3 separate regions of the Gossypium hirsutum genome follow, and regions 2 and 3 are each linked to region 1. The links are chromatin contacts, called in public Hi-C maps. All regions are on one chromosome and are shown on one strand. Each heading gives the region's core, a stretch centred on a gene start, on an enhancer-like site or on the middle of the called end of the contact. The rest is flanking DNA. Distances are from core to core; before and after follow the strand shown.

Evidence for each region. A called contact is a pair of places that touch in the nucleus more often than the background predicts.
Region 2: a Hi-C map of leaf shows a contact between it and region 1, with 5 times the contacts expected there. The contact joins the promoter of LOC107959974 here to the enhancer-like site in region 1. A contact is called at or near these places in 3 of 34 Hi-C or Micro-C datasets (hypocotyl and leaf).
Region 3: a Hi-C map of leaf shows a contact between it and region 1, with 2.5 times the contacts expected there. The contact joins two enhancer-like sites. A contact is called at or near these places in 2 of 34 Hi-C or Micro-C datasets (both in leaf).

Annotation. Positions count from the first base shown.
Region 1 is chrA05:75,661,456-75,666,465 of Gossypium_hirsutum_v2.1, forward strand. No RefSeq gene overlaps it. Among protein-coding and RNA genes, the nearest start is that of LOC121229884, 93 kb to the left of the region's middle. Within about 2 kb of position 3,031, at least 8 of the 9 cell types and tissues checked have an H3K27ac peak or open chromatin away from gene starts, as enhancers often do. A contact at or near this core is called in leaf, where this site is marked.
Region 2 is chrA05:74,816,327-74,821,336 of Gossypium_hirsutum_v2.1, forward strand. LOC107959974 reads right to left here and starts at 2,931. Exons shown (of 3, transcript XM_016896165.2): 1 at 2,603-2,931; 2 at 2,393-2,520; 3 at 1,728-2,120. The coding sequence starts at 2,876. The coding sequence ends at 2,010. LOC107959973 (protein PLASTID REDOX INSENSITIVE 2, chloroplastic) reads left to right here. Exons shown (of 4, transcript XM_016896163.2): 3 at 1,228-1,395; 4 at 2,527-4,179. The coding sequence ends at 2,550.
Region 3 is chrA05:76,221,391-76,226,400 of Gossypium_hirsutum_v2.1, forward strand. No RefSeq gene overlaps it. Among protein-coding and RNA genes, the nearest start is that of LOC107959984, 15 kb to the right of the region's middle. Within about 2 kb of position 2,016, at least 8 of the 9 cell types and tissues checked have an H3K27ac peak or open chromatin away from gene starts, as enhancers often do. A contact at or near this core is called in leaf, where this site is marked.

The DNA of each region.
Region 1 (5,010 bases), core at 1,781-4,280:
CTCAAGTTAAATTTACCTTAAATCCATTTAAGGATTTATGCACATGTAAAGTTGTCACAATGTGCTAGAAAAGTAACTAGCAATAGCAAACTAGACATGGAAACCTATTGGAGCACATGTTGGCTAAAATCATTAAAACTAATCCTAAAATGAATTTAGAAAAAATCATTAAAACTAAATATTGGTCTTATTTTCAAAATTTGGATTTGAGAGTAATATTTCGTATAAAATTGTAGCATTCTTATATATCTAAAAAATAATATGAGACTATTATGTTGTCTATAAGCTTAATGAGGGAGATAGTTTGTCTTAATTGTCGAAGTAAGATTGACTCCCAAAAATAGAGATATAAATGTAATTGTTTAGACTAACAATACATTAAATAAGACTCAAGTTAAATTTACCTGAAATCCATTTAAGGATTTATGCACATGTAAAGTTGTCACAATGTGCTAGAAAAGTACCTAGCAATAGCAAACTAGACATGGAAACCTATTGGAGCACATGTTGGCTAAAATCATTAAAACTAATCCTAAAATGAATTTAGAAAAAATCATTAAAACTAAATATTGGTCTTATTTTCAAAATTTGGATTTGAGAGTAATATTTCGTATAAAATTGTAGCATTCCTATATATCTAAAAAATAATATGAGACTATTATGTTGTCTATAAGCTTAATGAGGGAGATAGTTTGTCTTAATTGTCGAAGTAAGATTGACTCCCAAAAATAGAGATATAAATGTGATTGTTTAGACTAACAATACATTAAATAAGACTCAAGTTAAATTTACCTTAAATCCATTTAAGGATTTATGCACATGTAAAGTTGTCACAATGTGCTAGAAAAGTACCTAGCAATAGCAAACTAGACATGGAAACCTATTGGAGCACATGTTGCCTAAAATCATTAAAACTAATCCTAAAATGAATTTAGAAAAAATCATTAAAACTAAATATTGGTCTTATTTTCAAAATTTGGATTTGAGAGTAATATTTCGTATAAAATTGTAGCATTCCTATATATCTAAAAAATATATCCTACAGGGCTTGATTTTTGAAGTTTTTAACTTAAAACTTCTAACATTAACTCCAAATAAACCTATTCTCAAATACTAAAGACACTAACCTAAAATTTGTGAATAATCATCCAAACATTCCAAGTTATTGTCTAAAAAAAAATTTTAAAGTTTAAAAAATGAACTTAAATGTCTTAAACTTAAAAATTCTAAAATTAAAATTAAAGTTAAATTGAACTTAAAATACTATGATAACTTAAAATTCTAAAACTAGAAAAAAATTTAATACCTATAATTAACCAACGAAATTAAAACTATGAATTTTGGAAATCTAACAAAATCCAACATCTAAATTCTAAAAATTAAATCCAATAAATCTTCATAATCTAATTTCTAAATTAACATCTAATGAAATCTATGAAAACTTAAAATCTAAATTCTACAACTTAAAAATGAAACAAATCCAGCTCTAAACTAAAATCTAATTAAATTTATTAAAACTTAAAATCTAAATTCTAGAGCTAAAAATGAAACAAATCCAACTCTAAATTTAAAATATGAGAATTTCAAAATTCAAAAACTCTAAAATAGGATGTAATTGAACCTAAACATCTAAAATCTAAAGTTAAATAAATCTAGAGAAGATCTAAATTTTTTACCAAACTTAAATTAAATCTAAGGATATTGAAAAATAATTAGACTATAGATATGATAAGACAATTTTGCAATTTTTTTGTTGTAATGATAGTTAGAATGAAAATAATAGAGCTAAAGAAAAATAAGAGTGTAAAAGAACACAATTAACCTTATGTTTGTGAAGCCTCCCTTAGATCTTTTGTTCAATTACCAAATGAAACAAGAATACACTTCTTCCCTATCAGTTAAAGCTCACAACTTCTTCACCAAGAATGTCTATGCAACCCCGATAAAGAATTAACAATCCTACAACCCAAAATGGTCACTCAGCAGTGCTTGAGCTAAGTGTTACATCCACCTTAGTCAGCTAAGCAAACAATCGAACAAGAAAATAAACAAACAAGTTGAATGAAACACAAGTTCAACACAGCTTCAATAGAAATAAACTCTTAAAACTTGATCATTCTCAAAAGACTACGTCGTTTTATAAGCTTGGGAAATAGAAAAATATTTTCCTTTAAAACAATTGATAAGTGATTGGGAAGCTCCTTGAGTAAAGCTAATAGTTATCCCTAAAAATTAGCACCTTAAGCATAAAAAAAAAAGACTACCATGCTGATCAAATCACTTCAAGAAAATTAATTGAGAGACTAAAGCCTCTTAGTCGACCCATGCTACTATTTTGTCAAACATACCATAATCAAATGGATCACACTCAGTCTAATCAAAACATGTATGGGGCCCAAAACAATGGCCCAAGCATAGAAACAAAATTGTTATAACAATACATGGAACGAATGAACAACAACTTATAAATATTAATCTAAAATTCTAAATGAATTAAATCTAAAATAAATAAATCTAAATTTTAAAATAAGAATTTCATTAAAAAAATTACTAAAATTCTTAGAATATTTTCAAAAAGTAATAAGAACAGTAAACAGAAGCACAAAATGATAACAAGAAAATAGCAAAAAAAAAGAAAAGAAAAGATTATGCCAAAATAAAATTAATGCACTAATGATCACAATTATTCAACTAAAATACATAATAAAAATATTCAATTAAAATAAATTTAAATATTCCAAATAAAGAGAATCAAATTTTATTATTTACCAAACAATCATTCCTTTTAAAAAGAAAATTCTAGAAATTTAAAAATCAGATTAAATAAAAAGCAAAAATAAATTCAAAAAATATTAGAAATAAAAAGGTTTAATTTTAAAAATTAAAAAATGTAAAAGAGGGACTTGACTGGAAATTTTCTTGGTTTGAATAAAATTAAAAATCCAAAGACTAATCCTACAATTGTGCAAGGCGCAGGTCCCAAGAAATAAAAACATAAGCACGGGGGACCTCCTGTGCAATTTATAAAGGCGAAAGGCCTAAAATATAATTTAAAAACACGGAGGACTGGGTTGCAAATTTCTCTTTCCCACTACTATTTATTCCTGAAACTCAAATGTACTTTGTTATTTTTTTCTTTCAATTTTCAAATAACACTCTTTGTTTTTTCTCTCAGCTTTGTTTAAATTTGTTTTATGGCTCTACTATTGAAGAACCCAAGGATCTTTGATTTCCAACGTCAGAGCACCACACGCGGTGGCTGAAAACTGCAGAGAAAAAGATTTCTTTTTCTTTCTAACAAACTTTAAAGAAAAAAAAATCAAAAGGAACAAATAACCAAAAATTTCTTCTTTTTTCAAAACTGTTTCAAAAATAAATTTTTTCTTCACTTTTCGTTATTTTAGGTCTGAAAATTCACACCTTTTATTTTGTGGATCTGGTAAGGGTGGTTGTTCCTCATGGCTAGAGTTTTGAAACTCAGGATGTCGCCTCCTTGGAACCACCCTTCACCTTTTTTCTTCTTCAAAAATTGAGAAGGAAAGAAAAATCTTTTATTCATGTATCAAAAGAGCAAAAAAAAAAACGTGAAGACTGTCTTTGGAAAACCCTTTCCCTTTTTTCTTGTATCTTGATTTTCTTATTTATTTAGGATTCTGTTTTTTATTGTTTGCAGATTCATCGTTATACTTTTTTCCAAATTATCATTAATCACAAAATCGTTTCATATGCTGTTTATTGTCAACTGTAATTGGTTACCAACTTTTTCTTTGTATTCAGACTCGTGTTAGAAAAAAAAAAAGAAAAAGGGTTTTAAAAACCCTAACCCGAAAATTGGATACAGAAATGGGCTTTCGGGCTTGGACTTAACTTGGGTCAAGACTCAATTCCGGACTTCAAAAAGGACCTAAACAACTTGTGCTTGAAAATATTTAAATTGGGCTTGAGTTGGACTTGGACTTTAAAATGAATTTGGGCTTCAGACTAGACTTGGACTTTAAACTTAACTTGAATTGGACCTAACTTAAGTTTTAGTAAATACCAAAAGGTGGGCCTTAGTATTGGACTTTCAAAGAAAAACCAAATTTCAATATTATTTTATTTTATAAAAATAATTACCTGAAATAGAAATTTTTTATTTAACTTTTTTTTGTCTAATTTTCCCTTTTCCAAAAACAAGAATCGAAATGTGGATATCCAAATATCTACCCTTTTATGCCAAAAATTCAAAAATTAAATTAAGTTAAAAATGATTTAAAATTTTAAAATTAAATAAAAAAATAACTTATTTTAATTAAAAACCTTTAGAATTTGTGAGAGGAATTCAATACGGTCCTTAGTAAATTTTAAAAAATTCAATTCCAATTTCAAAATTAAATTAATATTAACATAAATTTAAAAGAAAAATAACTATGCTTAGGAAAAAGAAACTTGCAGCCCTCTAATTATTTCGAATCTCAAATCAAGATCGTAGATCCTAGGCAAATTAGGTGTCTACAACTGCCCTTCTTTCAGTGTTGCTTGTGTAACAAGGAATATGCAAAGATATAGACATCTTTGTTTGACAAAAATAAAGAAAACCAAATGACTAAAGTTTTAAAACAACTCGGCAAAGAGAAAAGACAAACTTGAAAAACCTCACAACTAGGTTCCTTTAGAGAAACACAAACAAAATTGGTAGCTCTCGAATAAATGACCTAGTGGTTTATTGAATCCTCCACTAAACAGGCTTTTACCATAAAGCGGCAACTATATTTGCTTCTAATTTTCAGACCAATTGACCGCCATTCAACATCAACTCATAGGATTGTAACTTCTTCATAAGTTGTGTAAGCGTCAAGTTTTTGTTGCCAAGGTTATGTGCAGCTTGGAAACCAGTAAAGTCTTTGGACAAACTCTTGAAAACTATCTCAATTTGAGTGTTCTGGTCCAAATTGGCCACATTGTTCATGACCTTAGTAAAGTAACCCATAAGAGTTATCATATGGTTTTTTCTTGGAGTACCTAGCTTTT
Region 2 (5,010 bases), core at 1,681-4,180, 850 kb before region 1:
TCCCTCTTTGTATTTTCTGATAAAACTGCTGGTAGTTAGATTGGATTGACGGCCCTCGTGTAGCTTTGCGTTCCTAGTTCCAAAATCGCCCATGCTGTTATCATCCTCCATACTTCGATGACTTACTTGAAAGAATGTACCACTGAACAGAATTTTTTATTTTATTGGAGCCTTGTTTCATTCTCAAGAGTCAATACCCACGATTCATGGACGGAGTATCAAGTATGGTGGCTTAGTATTAATACATAATAAGATGGTTTCAGGTGTCAAAATTCATTCTTAGAAGACTTCAACAAACCCTAAGATGATCTTAGGATCTTGGAATGAGATAGGCCTACATGGTCTTTTGTATCGATGATGATAATCTCATTCCTTAGTATATCTTACATTTTACATCAAACAAATATGACACATTAATGTTAAAGTAAATCTTCAGAGTAATATGTTAGAGGATATCAGTAGAGCACAAGTGGCTTTACCACGCTTGATAACCTGAGAGGCTTCATCATGCTTGAAAGATGTTATTATTCTGTTGATGATAAAGCCGATGCAACATATGGTCCTAGAAGTGACATTATTTTGTGAACTGGGTATTATTAGTATGCAATGCTCTTTACTGTGAAAAACACAACCATCAATATTATCATTCACAGTAGCTGATTTCATCTGGCTTCCTTGTCATCACATCCAAATGGGTTTATACCGTTCCATTGTACACGATGTGATCAATGGTGATTGGTGATCATGTTCACTCACTAAGCCTCGCCTGTTAATCCCTGTAATCAGAGAATCATATAACAGTTTGAGAATAGTGGTTCACAGCCCTTTAGTCAAATCTTTCAATCCAAACAACATAATTTTAATTGCCTACTTTTGGTTGTTTATAGCTTTTATCAGCAATGATTTCTTCTAAATCGAACATTTTTGTCTCTTTAAGAGGCCTGCTTTTTGATTGAGCTGGAAATTGTTCAATAATTGACCCCAAAAGAATTATCTGGCACGAAAATAACAAATCACTCCTTGCCTGACAGCTCGTCATGTTCTTCCTTATGTGAATGTTTGGCCCAATGCAGGGATTTCTTTGAATTTGGCTTCTACATACATGTGATATAGTTAGTGTTGAAGATTACTTCTACCTGTATAAGCCTTGCCTACAGAAGAATACAAGTCTTGATATTGAACTTAAAATTTTTGTGAAGCTTACTGTTTTTTCTATTGTTGAAACAGATATTTAATGATTTCTTGCACAATGAATATGGAGGACCTGGAACACTGTTGGTGGAGCCTTTCACAGATATGTTTGTAGCTTTGAAGGAGAAGAAATTACCTGGAGCACCTGTTGCTGCTCGGGCATCCTTGTTATGGGCCCAAAACCACCTTGATCATGATTGGGAGGTTTGGAACTCAAACTCTCCCAAATGATTTCCTCCACATGTTTCATAACATATTTTTCCATTATCATCACATTCATAACATTATTTTCCATTATCATCAGATTGTACCTATGTTACTTGGAGTCAAATATTTACTCAAACTCAGATATGAGTGTTAGATATAGATGTGTATCAGACACGGATATGATTAAACTTTTCTAAAGTTTTTTTATACAATTGGAGGATCTTGAAAGTCATATTCTCGTGTCCATAAAATAAAGAGTTTGATCAACATAGCATTGTGTTGTACTTTTTGAAAGTGATCAAGTTTGGGATTTGTATGAAAGCAGTGAGTGAAAGACTGAAAATCCTAATTTCATATAAGAATACTACTTGTAATACAATTTAGGATCCAATGTTCCTCTGAACTGAGAAGCTATACATATGTTTATTTTTCTTGAAACAGATTTCAATTTGGGAGCTTTGATTGCAAGTTGAAATCTTTGGTTATCACCTTCATTCGATTGGTGAATTTCCATTTTCCCTAATTTCGGGTTTCATTGAACAAAAGAGGCAGTTCATTGCCATTCCTAAAACCAATCTGCACTTAAGAAAAGAAACTTGAAAACAAAACTATTAGCCTACAGCCTCAGAGATGCTCTGTAATGATGGCCGCCATGATTTTGACCTCATTGAAGCAGCGTTCACAGATGATGTCCGTGAGATTTGTCTTTCATTCTTTAGTTCCTGGAAAGTTTAGAACATAAGCGCTTAAGTTTTTAGGATTGAATGAGAAAGAAAGATTCAAATGAAACATGAAATGTTTTCCAAACTGGTTTAGTTTATATCTAATCTTAATGCAGATGGAAACTTTAACAATCAATTTATGATATCCTTCCAATATGATTATCATAATTTGCTTATAGTTCCCATGGCGAGTAACTGGTGTTTGAGGACCCATATTCACAGATTGCTTAGCTGGGAAGAGAACATATATGAAAGATAAGTGAGAGCCATACTTGGTTGGTGATGTGTGCGTCAAACTTTCCTCCTGAAGTTAGGTTGTCTTGTCCATGGTGCTGCAATTTTTTCATGGATTCCCTTTTGGTTTTTGCATATTTCTTGGCTCTCATGAACTTCATGACCTCTGCAGGGACAGGAAACAAGAGAGAGTTGAGAAATCAATATAAAAGAAAGACAATCTTGCAAATAAAGAAAGTGAAGAAGACCTTGAGAAGTGATAAGGCGATAAGCGTGGCCAAGGGAAAGAGTATCGGTGGGGCGGAGGAGCTTAACACGGGTGAAACGCACCGTATCTCGATCTTGATGATGGTTGGCTTCCTCCTCTTGGGAAACAGGCAAGGGAATGATGAGAGAAACGTAATGACCGGGATTCATTCTCATAACTTCACTGACGGGAATGGGCCAATATAACCTCTCAAGCCTCCCGGAGGGATGCTGAATGACCAAGGCCGCCGCATCGATGGCTTGGCAATTCCCCATGAATTCTGAAAAAGGAAGAAGAAGATAAGGAAAGGAAGGGAAGAGGAGGTTAAGTAAGCAGAAGTCTCTTTCTAATACGACCCTACACAAAAAGTCTCACTCAACTCAACCAAGCACAAGCAGGCCTTTCCTCATTTCCCAACTAACTTATTATATACCCTTGCCTTGCCTCTCACTATTCACATCCAAAACGGCAACACATAAGTTACAATCAGGATTTTATAATTATTTTATGGAAAGCCGGCATGAGCTACACGTGGAGAAATGTGAGGAGTTGGGGTCAAAGTGTTGAAAGTCATAATTAGAGGGATAGGACTAAATAATTTGTGTGTGAAAAAAATACAGTAATTATAATACAAGTGAGCATGCGTGTGAGTGAGAGGGAGATTCCTTTGGCCGGACAATGATTTGACAACCCACCGCCTTATCCGCCATAGTATACTTTTTTATGCTCCTCCGCCTTAGGGATTACCCTGCCTTTATATTTCCTTTTTCTTTTAATTTTTAAATTATGAGTATGGTTAGGAATGGTAAATTTTAATATGCATTTTAAAATATAATTATTTATTACAAAATTAAAATTTTTTATTTGAGAGTATTTTTTTTAAAAATAATAATAAAAACATACAATGTGTACGTTTTGAACTCATACTAATTAGATCACTCAACTAAAGTTTCATTTTAACATGTTTTATTCATTATTATGTTAACATGCATCATTTGTTATCTCCTTCAGCTTTATACAACATCATGATAACAAAATTGTTATGTATTTAATATTATTAATATGATGTATTTGTGTTTAAATTTCGTATTACTTATAATTTAATCTTATTTATTTATTTTAATATCATGCATATTTTATTCGTTATTATGATTAGTTAGTTTCAAATCATATGTTTCATTATATATTGTATGCGAAACACTCTAGTAATAGTACATATAGAGAAACCCATGGAGGTCAAAGAGCATCCCATGGATGTCAACTAATTCAAACGGGCTCATTTGACCTGCTTGAATTGGTTTGACTCATGGTACATATGGAGAAACTCATCTACTTGAAGCATTGGTGACCAGTGAAACACTCTAGTAAAATTAGAGTTACTATTGTAAATCATAAGGGATAAAGATGTATAGAACTTAAATCCCTTAAGACTCTCATCTTGTAGATGGGCTCTAATCTCGATCGTTGATGTAACTCAATTTGTACCATTAGATTTGAGAGAGTTCAACTATAAATAAAAGTCTTCTCCTTCATTTGTAATCACTCATAATAAAATATTTTTTAGAGAATTTACTCAAACACCTAGTGTACGTTATTTTTCTTGTGACAAGAGTAGGAAATTACCTAAGGTCGCGCGGTTTGCCAAACTAAAGTTCTAACCCCGTGACACATACATATGTAATAGAATTTTTAGTATTTATTATCCATTTTAAATTTAAATTAAATATATTTTAAATAACATTATTTGAAAAATAATTAAGTTTAGTAAAAATGAATTTAGTATATAAAAAAGTAATTCAAAAATATTTTTTTAAATAAAACAAATTATGATATCGTTTTGTTATTCATAAAATATAAAGTTGCATTCAGATAATGAATACTGATAGTTCCTATCCACTTTGAATCTGCTCTGAATAGTAATTAAAATATTATTTAACTTTGAATATTATTGAATTTTGCATTATTTGTATCCATAAAAGCAATCAAATATTAAAAAAATATTTAAAATTAGAATTTTTTTAATATTAATATAATTATTTTTAATTAATATTAATATAAATATTACTATAAAATTATAAAATCAAAAAAATAACATATAGGTATTGACGTGATTAGATATAATTGGTCAATATTTTTTTTTTACAGTGTTAAGATTTAAGATGATATAGGTATTGATGTGGTTAGATATAATTATTTTTAATAATTATATTTGATAGAAAATATATTTAAACATTTATTTATGATAAGTTTAAATGTGAATAAATAATGAAGTAAAATTTAACATTTTAATAATTTGTATTAAAATTTAAACCATCCATGTCTTTGTGTGAAGTTATCATATTGTGGGAAACTTTATATTTATTATCATTTTTACATCAACTACTAGATATTGTCAGCAAACTACCAAGG
Region 3 (5,010 bases), core at 766-3,265, 560 kb after region 1:
TACTTTTTAATTACGTAAACTAGACCATTAGTCTTTAAACTATGGGTAAATTTTCGTTTTGACCACTTAACTAAAAAAAGTTATAATTTGGTCACTAAATTATTCAAAAGTTTCCATTTAAGTCATTAAATTGTTAAAATCGATGCTATATGGTTTTTTTCTATTTGCACTGCATCCATCAATTGAAAGCTCTATTTCCCCTTCTCTTTTACAATTTAGTTTTTTTTTCATGAAACAGTTCTAGACGTCACAAATCTGTAAATCAAAATCCAAACAACTTTTTTCTCTGATCTCTGACATTGGCCGTCAAATCGACTTGGATCTAAGGTATGTTCTTCTACTCGTCGATGGGTACTAATTCACCAAATCGATTATCGAATCATCACTTGGAGCTTGTTGATGAAACATTTTGAAAAAAAAATAATAACCTAGTGGCTTAAATAAAAACTTTTAAACAGTTCAGTGATTTAAATGAAAAGTTTCGAATTATTCAATAATCAAATTGTAACTTTTTTAATTAAGCGACCAAAACGAAAATTTATCTATAATTTAATGATTAATTGTATAGTTTACCTTTTTAATTTAATAACCTCGATTGATCCATCCGATTATATTTTATTTCATTATCCAAACAAGCTTTTAAACAAATTATAAATATATTCGAAGTTGTTGTTGGTGTTGGTGTTTTTACCCAATGGTGGGTCGTGGGATTCCAATACACATCTGCACAGCAATCCAGGCGATGACTGGCCGTGGAGACTACAAATACCCAACTCTCAATCTCAATAATAGGGTAATAAAACTAAAAAGTTTGCCATTAGGACTTAAATCTTGAGCTGAGTGTGACTTATAATATAAATATCGATTCAATAAAATAGCAGCCAACAATGCCAACTTCACATACACAGACAAACAAACCCCATCACTGCTCACTTTCTCTCTCGTCCATGAGAGAATAATATGAAAACTCCGAGAGCCTTGGAATTCGAGATAGTGGAGTTATTTGCATTCCCCACAAACATGCCCTTAACCCTAGCTTGGAAGGACTATTTCAACATTCTCTTTAACCAAATTATTATACCTTTTCATTTTTATTAAATAATTATATTTATTATATGAATTTATACATTGATAATTCACTGTATATTGCTCATTGTTAAAAAGTTAAATTCTGTGCATTGTTTCTAAAATAAATACTAATAGTAAATAACTGATATTGTTGGTGTATAGATATATTAGTATATTAATAAATGTAAAATCTTAATTTTAAGGTGTAATAATATATATATAAACAAATGTGACACTTATTACATTATTAATCTATTTATTAAGTCTAAAAAACTGCATGATATATTAATTAATTATCTTTTTAATAATATCATATTTTGTTATTTAATTATTTTTATCTATATTTATCTATACTATTATAAAACTCTTAATTAAAATTTGAAATCACAAGCCAAATGACATTAATTCAATCTAACAAAAAATTAAAAAATTTAAAATTTAAAATAACTAAATATATTATTAGACGTGTGTATTCTTTTGAATGTTTTTATATAATATTTAATTTTTTTAATCTCAAACATTTATTTAAGAAAACTTCCTCCTAAAAAAACTTCTAATTTTTTTAAATAACCACCCACTCCATACAACACTACAATTCCCGTAAAAATTACAAAGCAATTTTAAAAAAATTATGAAATTAAAGTATCTTCCAAATTTATTTTACAATCCACAAAGATAGATCTTTTAAGAGTTTGTGTGGTCTCTTCAAACAATATTTTTAATATTCAAATCAAAATCCTCCCCTTAAAAATATAATATATTTTATTATAACAGTCATAATTATTTAAAATTTTCTTTCCTTTTTTGTTAAATATGATGTCACACGTTTTTTCTCCTCTTAACTATTAAGTATAAAGCGTAAAATTTTACCGTGGCCCTCATAATGATGTTAAGGTAACTAATCTACCACAGAACATTCAAGGCAAAGAAAAAAAAAAAAAGCTAAAAGCTTTTATCTCGCCTTTATATACGACCCACCTTGTCCCCCTATGCATATATCCACACACTCTTTTCCTTACTAAGCTACTTTGCCATATTTGCTTTTTCAGCACAAACTTTCGCTACATATATTTTTCTTTCCATAGCAATTGATTCTAAAAGATGACTGCCGGAAGCACTCAAGGAGTTGCTGATATCTGCTGGGAACATAAGGGAAATGGCGGTAGGAGCTGGTGCCGGTGGCATGACTGCTTGGTTTTTAAATACGGGTGACAGAGAATGGCAAAAGAAACAAACAAGGCTTTGCAATTGTGCTGGCTAGCACCATCGTTGCATTGCGGGGAATTGAGGGTAGCGGTCCGATTTTACTTGACTCTAATCTTAGAACATAACCTTTATTTTTTGTTTCTGCTTTGTTTAATCTCGAGTTATGTACGTTTCTTTTTCTTATTTTCCCTTATTTGAACGTGGGATGTAAGAGATGCATACGAGGTAGCTAGCTTTTGTATAAGGTTTGTACTCAAATTATGGGTTTGGTTTTGGGGTTTGGATAGTTTTGAAGATAAAAATGCTGCTGGGAATGCATTCCTTACACCTATCATGTAATTTGCTTTCTAATGAGCTGAAACTAAAGATAAAAAGATTATAAATATCAGCGTCTCTTTATTCTATCTATCTTTTGATTGAAAATGTGTTAAGAATCAAATTGGAGCAAATTTCAGGTATTGCATTTGGTTGAGTTTAGGCCAAATTGCCTGAAAGACATAGTAATAGCAATCCCCCTTTCTGGTTTTCCATCATAATCATTGGCTGATAAAAAAGATGAAGGAAAAAGAAAAAGGGGTATGAGTTTTGGCCTATAAAAGCTTGGTGATTTCTAAGAAAGGAAATGCACGGCAGTGAGACTTGTCCTTTTCATTAAGGGAATCACTAAGCAAAGATGCTTGACTTGACTGCTGCTGTCTTCTTTTTTCAAAAACAAAAATTCTGAAACCCTTTGCAGTGAAGGATTCATTTTCTGACCCTTTCTGTCAATCAGTCAGGGATTCTCCTCAGCCCTGCTTTGGAATTTTGGATTTCAATAGCCTTTCTTCTCAAAGCCCATTTTAGGTCTGCATATAACACTTAAATAAATTAAACCTGTATGGTGTTAAGGCCCATATTTCGGGTGGTATGGTCTTGATGTACTTTGTAAAAATTATAAATTTAGTCAATATACTATAATTTGATCAATTTTAGTTCTTTTATTTTTTAATTGGTCAATTTTAGTTTATGTACTTTTCAATTTTTAAAATTTTAATCCTACCCTAAACAGTAACAATTAATTTTGTTTGGTTAAACTAAAATTACTAGTTGTAGATTTTATCCATATTCTACAATTGGACCATTTTAAGTCCCTGTACTTAGTGAATTTTAAAATTTCAATTTTAACTTAAATGACAATTGTTAGTCCATTAATTTTTTTAGTGAGTAATATGTGAAGATAATAAACTAACATGATATGATACATATGATAATATGTTTGACCCATCAGATTTTAGAAGTAACAAAACTTAATAAATTTAACAATCATAATTTGTTGAGGAATGAAATTTTAAAATTAAAAAATTTAAAAATAATAAAATTAATTAAATTCACAAGAGTAATAAAAAAAGTTAACGGTATTGATGTCATACTTAAAACTTATCAAACCTGGTGAGTAGTTGTTTTCTAGATTGCCTTCCATTTGTATATTTTCTTTTCTGTGACGTAATTGATTAAGAATTCAGTTAGATGAGGGTTTTTTTACCTATATAATATTTTTTAAAAAATATTGAAATGGAATGTTCCAAAAATTATGTACCAAAATTGTACATTCAAAGGGGTAGAGGGTGGTGCATAGGCAGCACCACCCTAGATTCTAACAAAATTTAGTTAAAAATAATAATATTTTAGTAGTGGTGTCAAAGTTATAGGCGGCACACTTAGTCCATTCAGGTATATACGCGGTATAAAAATATAGAAGGGGTATGAGAGTATGGTGCCTATCTGATAGGCGACACCAGTAACCCCTATCTGATAGGTGGCACTGGTGATGCCTATTTGATAGGCGTCATTGGTGGTGCCTATTTGATAGGCGGCACACCTAGCATATTCCCCCCACACTCCCCCATCAAACTCAATTTTAAAGTATCAGTTTAAAAAAAATAGCAGAACAAGAGAGGGAGAAGAGAAGAAAAAAAGAAAAGAGAAGAAAGAAAATGTATTATTATTTTTATTGTTATTTTCAAATAGAATAGATTATGATAAGAAAAAATTACTTTGTTAGTATTATATAGTTTGTTTAGTGTTACTTTTATGTTTTGTTTTAAGGTTATTTTATTTATTGTGATTTGTTAGTAAGTTTTGTGTCTAGATTAATGGCATGTTTATTGTGAATGTTATGTTTTAAATTTTTTTATTATATTTGAAAGTTTTTATGTTAATAACTATTATAAAGTAATTGTTAGTTAGTGTAACAACAAGAAAAAATAGATAAATACTGAAAATATTTTTGTCATAGATATTGTTCAAAATGACAATAAATATGATATTGTTAGAAATGGTCTCTTTCATTCATTAATTTTTTTATGTAAGTATTTTTATGCTGTTCGAAATTGTTTTGAGAATTTTTGTTTATTTTTTAACAGATTGAGTATTGAAGATGGATAATCAGTTTTTCGTATGCATTTATTTCGATGGAATCATCTTGACAACAATCGTTGGATGTATATTTAAATGTCAGCAAAAAATAGCAATGATATTTAATAGAAATGTCTCATTCAATGATATGAAGGAAAGTATTAGCGCAAAAATTGTTAGACGTTGTGGGAAAAGGATCTCGAAACTTTTCTACAAGTTTCCAGTTTTGACAGATCCCATCAAATTCACCGAAATAAAATTTGTAGACGATGAAGACGTGGAGACAATGACCACTTTTTATTGTGCGAATCGGAGTAATCAAAATGCATCGATTCACTTATT